Linked DNA regions of Mus musculus: region 1 is linked to region 2. Evidence: chromatin contacts called from public promoter capture Hi-C data. All regions are on one chromosome and are shown on one strand. The core of a region is the stretch at or near the end of the contact, and the rest is flanking DNA. Distances in the headings are between cores, read along the strand shown. Region 1 holds the start of Xrn2 (5'-3' exoribonuclease 2). Region 2 overlaps Cfap61 (cilia and flagella associated protein 61).

What was found. Promoter capture Hi-C pulls out the DNA fragments that hold promoters and counts their contacts.
Region 1: a contact with region 2 is called in a promoter capture Hi-C map of the HPC-7 cell line, with 3 times the contacts expected there. The contact joins the promoter of Xrn2 here to the enhancer-like site in region 2. A contact is called at or near these places in 7 of 39 promoter capture datasets (the 3T3-L1 cell line, the HPC-7 cell line, hippocampal neurons and 3 more) and 1 of 115 datasets of contacts at active chromatin or transcription factors (large pre-B cells).

What each region holds. Positions count from the first base shown.
Region 1 is chr2:147,011,741-147,014,440 of GRCm38.p6, reverse strand. It overlaps Xrn2 (5'-3' exoribonuclease 2), which reads right to left and starts at 1,442. Exons shown (of 30, transcript NM_011917.3): 1 at 1,245-1,442. The coding sequence starts at 1,319.
Region 2 is chr2:145,954,825-145,957,524 of GRCm38.p6, reverse strand. All of the region lies in intron 6 of Cfap61 (cilia and flagella associated protein 61), which reads right to left. Among named protein-coding and RNA genes, the nearest start is that of Cfap61, 21 kb to the right of the region's middle. Within about 2 kb of position 1,299, at least 10 of the 459 cell types and tissues checked have an H3K27ac peak or open chromatin away from gene starts, as enhancers often do. A contact at or near this core is called in the HPC-7 cell line, where this site is marked.

The sequences.
Region 1 (2,700 bases), core at 193-2,692, 1.1 Mb before region 2:
TGTATAGGCGATAGAATTTTTGTTTGTTTTGCAAGAGGGTCTCATTACGTAAGCCTTGGTTTGCTTTGAACTCTGTGTATATCTGGCTGACCTCCAAAACTCAAGCCTACCTCTCTCCCAAGTGCTGGGAGTAAAAGTATGTGCCACGCCTTGGCCCGATATACGTTTAAACGAGTTCTCCGTTAAATTACAAATTTTACCGTCAGATTTATGGATTAGCATTAGAAAAACTGGGGTGGTGGTGAATAAATAGCTAATTCCTCTTCTACCCAAAATTAGATAGACCTAAAACCGATAAATCAAACTTAACCATATTAAGAGACACAACCAAAACAGTTCAAAGTGTCTGTTACGAAAAAGTGGCTCTCCCTTTGGAAGACCCCCCCCCCCCAGGAGAACACAATGTTTATAAAGAAATAATGGTTCAGCTTAGCAATTTGTCTTTGGAGAACACAAAAATATACTAGGATTGTCACCAAAACAAAGCTTTTGGTTTCTTCTAAGACAGGAAGTGAGAAAGTAAATAACTTCAGCGGGAGAAATAGGTTCTTGGAGAGAGGCGGTTCTAAAGCCGAAAGTGGGAGGGGACACATGTGCCCGGAACTTTTCCAATCCAGAAATTCTAACTTAGAGTACAAAGTCGAACTCGACAGAATTACGCGAACGACAAAAGCAACACTCACGAATCGGAACGACTTAAAAGTCTGCCTGTAAACTAGCAAACTAACGGAGGCAGGAAGTGAAACACAGCGAGCTGCCCGGCATTCGTACAGCAAAGCCCGCCAGGGAGAAAGAGCGCTCCCCTAGCCTAGTCCTTCGTAACTAGCTGCTGCCCGCGCACGCTTAACTGCAACAAATGGCCAGGCTCGGGTGGAAAACAAGCGATCCAGCCAACGGGAACTCCGGGCTCAAGACAGTGGACCAACCAGCGGTCCCTACCCTGCCAACCTTGCTGCCCGCGCTAGGGGGGCTGACTAGCCTGGGCGCCCTTTGGAGCTCAGTGAGCGGCGCGGAGGGAACAAAGCCGTGGGCGGAGCCTGGGGTGCCCCGCTTCGCAGGCGGGGGAGGAGCCGCCCAAGCCCCCAAAGCCCCCTACTCGCCCTCGCTCCGCCCAGACCGCCTCCGGAACCGCGAACCCGCGAAGCGGCCCGTGAGGCAGCTTGGGGCGGGCGCCCATCCCCGAGGGCCTCGGCCTAGACCTGCCACGCCGGGTCCCCACTCCGGCGTACTGGCCGCCTCCTCACCTTCTCCTCCACGCAGTTGACAATGATGGACGGGTACTTGCGGCTGAGCCAGCGGAAGAACGCCGGGACTCCCATGACCAGCGGGCAGCTCGAAACAGCAGCCGGGCCAGCGGGAGAGTGTAACCAACGAGACTAGCAGGAGCGGCAGCCGCGGGCACCAGCACTTCCTCCCACGTGCGTTCAGCGGCCGGAAGTTACGTCATACCACCACCGCGGGGGATGCAGGGAAAGGAGCTCGGTTAAGTGGAAGTTCATTTAGACTGCCGGAGTGGAGGCCCGGCTGGGCGAGCTGTAGACCTGGCTCGCCGCGTTCTCTGGTAAAGCCTTTGAGAGCCGACTCCTGGCGGATGCCTTCTCCGGCAATCCAGCCAAGAGCGCCGGCCACATTAGGCCCGCAGCCGCAAAGTCCTTGTGTGGCCGAGACTTTGGAAAGGCGTGGCCTATCTTACTTCCTTTCTCACAATCAGTCTTGAGCTGAATAGAAGCATCTACACTCTAGTTTCCATTTCCTGGTTTCTCTCATTTCTATGCTGCTGTGCCTGGCCGAACTATGAAAAAGCATCCTCAAGTGTTTTGCAATTTTTTTTTAAAATCTGCTTTGCATAAGCAACTTTTTAAAAATATGTTTAAGATTTATTTTTAGTTACGCAATGTGTGTATATGTACATGTGGCTTTGTGAACGAGTGCTGGTACCTGTGGAGGCCAGAGGTTTCAAATCCCCTGGAGCTGGAGTTACAAACAGCAGTATTCAGCCTGCTGTGGCTGCCAGCAATCAAACTCTACTTTGGAAAAACAGCATGAACGCTTTACTGCTGAGCCATCTCTCAGCCCAACGAGGTCACTTTAAACAGTTGCAGAGTCTAGCCAAAATTTGCTAATATCACGTTCTAGCATTTATTGAGTACCTGTGATGTGCTTAGGCAAGGAACTAAAGAATTTTCTTATTTAATCACCAGTTGAGCCTTCTGTGCTGGCTGGCCGTGTCATTTGGGTGACTCCAGTGTAAAAAATATTCTCCAAACAGAAAAAGCAGTTTATTAGATTACGTGCATGCAGCAGGCAGGAAAGTAAAAAGCTAAAAGGGGCTTGTTTTGAGGAAGCCTGTTTCTATGTGGGCAGTAACAGCCTGGCCTTGAGGCAGTGATTGTTTGCCTGAGTCAGGCACAGTGTAACAACTCCACCCATCCTGTGGTCTTGCTCTACCGTTTTTGGGGGGGGTTTGGTTTTTTGTTTTTGTAACACAGATAACGGGTTATCAAAGAGCTAAATTGCTTGCTTATTCATACTGCTTGTATTTCACTTTAACCAAGGGTCATTTAATCCTCTGTTCTCAACCAACATGATATTTGTATCCCTTCTTTTCTGGTGGCTTCAAATGTACCCTGTCATATCCCCCATCCCACCTGCAGCATATGAAAGAAGTCTAGAAAGAGGAGGGAGGTATCTGCCCATTTG
Region 2 (2,700 bases), core at 50-2,549:
TTTTTAAGTGAGGTGGATTTTAAAATTCCAGACGTTCTGAGTGATTAGAAGGGCTTCAAAGCATGCAGCAGGCCATGTAAGTTCCCATCATCCAGACCGCTGGGGTCCATGTGCCAATCTTGACAAAGGCAATCTACAGCTCCTGGAGGACTGTCCACCAAACCATGTCTGGCAGGGGGACTGGTGACAAATTTCCCGGGGCACAAGAAAAGCCCCGGCTAAATGCTGTAATTGTTCTACATTTCCTTTTAAAATGGGCCTGGATCCTCTTAACTTAGAGGTCAAAACATCAAATCCCCAGGAGCTGCTTAGAAGTCAAACTGGAAAAAAGCGTGAGACCATCAAATGTCTCGTAAAACTAACTTCTGGGGCTGGAGGGGTGGCTCAGTGGTTAGGAGTGCTGGCTGCTCTCCCAGAGGACCCGGGTTCAATTCCCAGCAACTACACCATTGCTCACCACCATCTGGAACTCCAGCTCCAGTGGACCCAATGCCTTCTTCTGGTACCAGGTATGCACATGGTGCAGGGACATACATTCAGAACTTTGTCTATTAAAAAGTAACTGCCTCAGGAAATGAAAGGTAGGTCTTTGTTGTTGTTTGGGTTTTTTGGTTTGGTTTCGTTTGGTTGGGTTTGTGTAACAACCCTGGCTTTCATGGAACTTAATTTGTGGGCCAAGCTGGCCTTGAGAAAGGTCGTTTTTAAAAACAAAACAAAACAAAAAAGCTTGTTTTAAATGTTTTCTTTTTGCCTTTTAAAGGTTAAAGTCTTAAATTTGTATTAATACAAATGATACACACTTGTGAGATGTGTGTGATGATTTTGGTACAAGTGTGCAACTGTAACAATCAAATCTGAACACATCTTTATCTCCTAAAACATTTACAGAGCTCCTGATTTCCTCTCTCCTGATAAAGAAAATTTTCATCTATTTGAGTCCACATGATTAACTGTAGTCATCTTTAAATAGGCAGGATGCCAGGCAGGAAACCTCAAGCTACTTCACAACACTACCAGACAGCATATAACCCTTCTCTTGACTTAGTCTTCCTTAAACCCACAAGGACCCGGAAAAGAAACCCCTCTACCACCACCGCTCCAAGGCCAAGCCAGTCTTTCTAAGCCGGGAACATCTCACGTCCACCACCGAAGATTAATTGAGCACACTGTAGTTTTTAAAGGTGTGTCCAGTAGCAGCTTTGCTTTGTTTCCAACATAATGAAAGACAGGGAAGAGTAACTTCCTTAATTAGTGTCTGAGTAGAAGGGCAGATTACAGCATCGTTTTCCACGCGGCTAAATCAAAGAGACAGGAGAAGGGATTACGGTGTTCATTCATTTGGTTCTGAATATGTTGCTAGTTAAATAGCGGAGGGCTAATTACATCCCCAAACCCTTCCCTGGTTTACTGTCTTAAGAACTGTGTTCATCACCATTAATTATCAGTGCAAGTGGCTACTGATGAAACAGATGTCAAATGTGGAGAAAATAAGAGTAATGTGGTGGCTTAAGAGGCGTGCGGCCACGCCTACTCCACCACGCTGTGCAATAATGCCTTTGTGTTTCTAGTGCTCTTAAGGGGGTAGGGTCCACACAAAGTTTCAAGATTTTAGACCCACAAGTTCTAAAACTCCAATCTGTTCATTTTGGATAGGGGGTTTTAAAAACGTTACATTTCTTTTTTTTTTTCTTTAATTTATTTATTTAATACATGTGAGTACACTGTAGCTGTCTTCAGACACTCCAGAAGAGGGAGTCAGATCTCATTACAGATGGTTGTGAGCCACCATGTGGCTGCTGGGATTTGAACTCAGGACCTTTGGAAGAGCAGTCAGTGCTCTTAACCGCCGAGCCATCTCTCCAGCCCTACATTTCTATACCTTCTTCAGGCAAAAGCATTGTCTGTGTCACTGTCTCCACCTGAACTCACTACTGTGCCCTCCTCTTATTGCATATGCCCCCTCCTCGTCTCTTTACACTGGGACAACATCCCCCTTGGGATTTGGTCCTTCGGATTTTCTGTGGTGTGAGCAAACAGAACAGTTAAGCCATCAAAGGCTGATGATCACGACAAGTTATCTAAAGGTTTATTTCTAGCTTTGTGGGCCCCCACTGGAAGGCCATAGCCCATGCTACAAAGTCTTAAGAGAGGAAAATGGGAAAAAAGAAAGAAAGAAAAGGAGAGGATGAGAAGCCAAGGGAGAAATTGAGATGGGATAGGAACTATCGATTGCTGTAATTGAGGGTTAGTACTATCAACTTGACAATATCTCTAGCATCATTGAAAGGTAACTCTCTGGTCACAGCTGTGAGAGACTATCCAGGTTAGGTTAGTCTCTGGACACAGCTGGAGAAGGTTATCTTGATTATATTTATGGAGGTAGGAAGCCCTGCCCACAGTGGGTGGCACCATTCCCTAACTGGGATCCTGGATTGTATAAACCTAGAAAGAGAGCCAGGCAGTAACAGGAGTTCCTGCTGTCTTCTGTTACAGTGTAACCACTGCTTCAAGCCCCTGCTGCCTTACTTTGCCACGCCTGGCTGTAGTCTTCAACTGTGAACTAGAAGGATCTTTTCCCCTTAATTTGCTTTGTCAGGGTATTTTATCACAGCTGCCTAGGAGCCAGGTGCTAGACTGAGGACAGCTTTTGTCTTTTCTCCTGTTTACCTATATCCTCAACAGGAGGGAGGGTACCAGGGA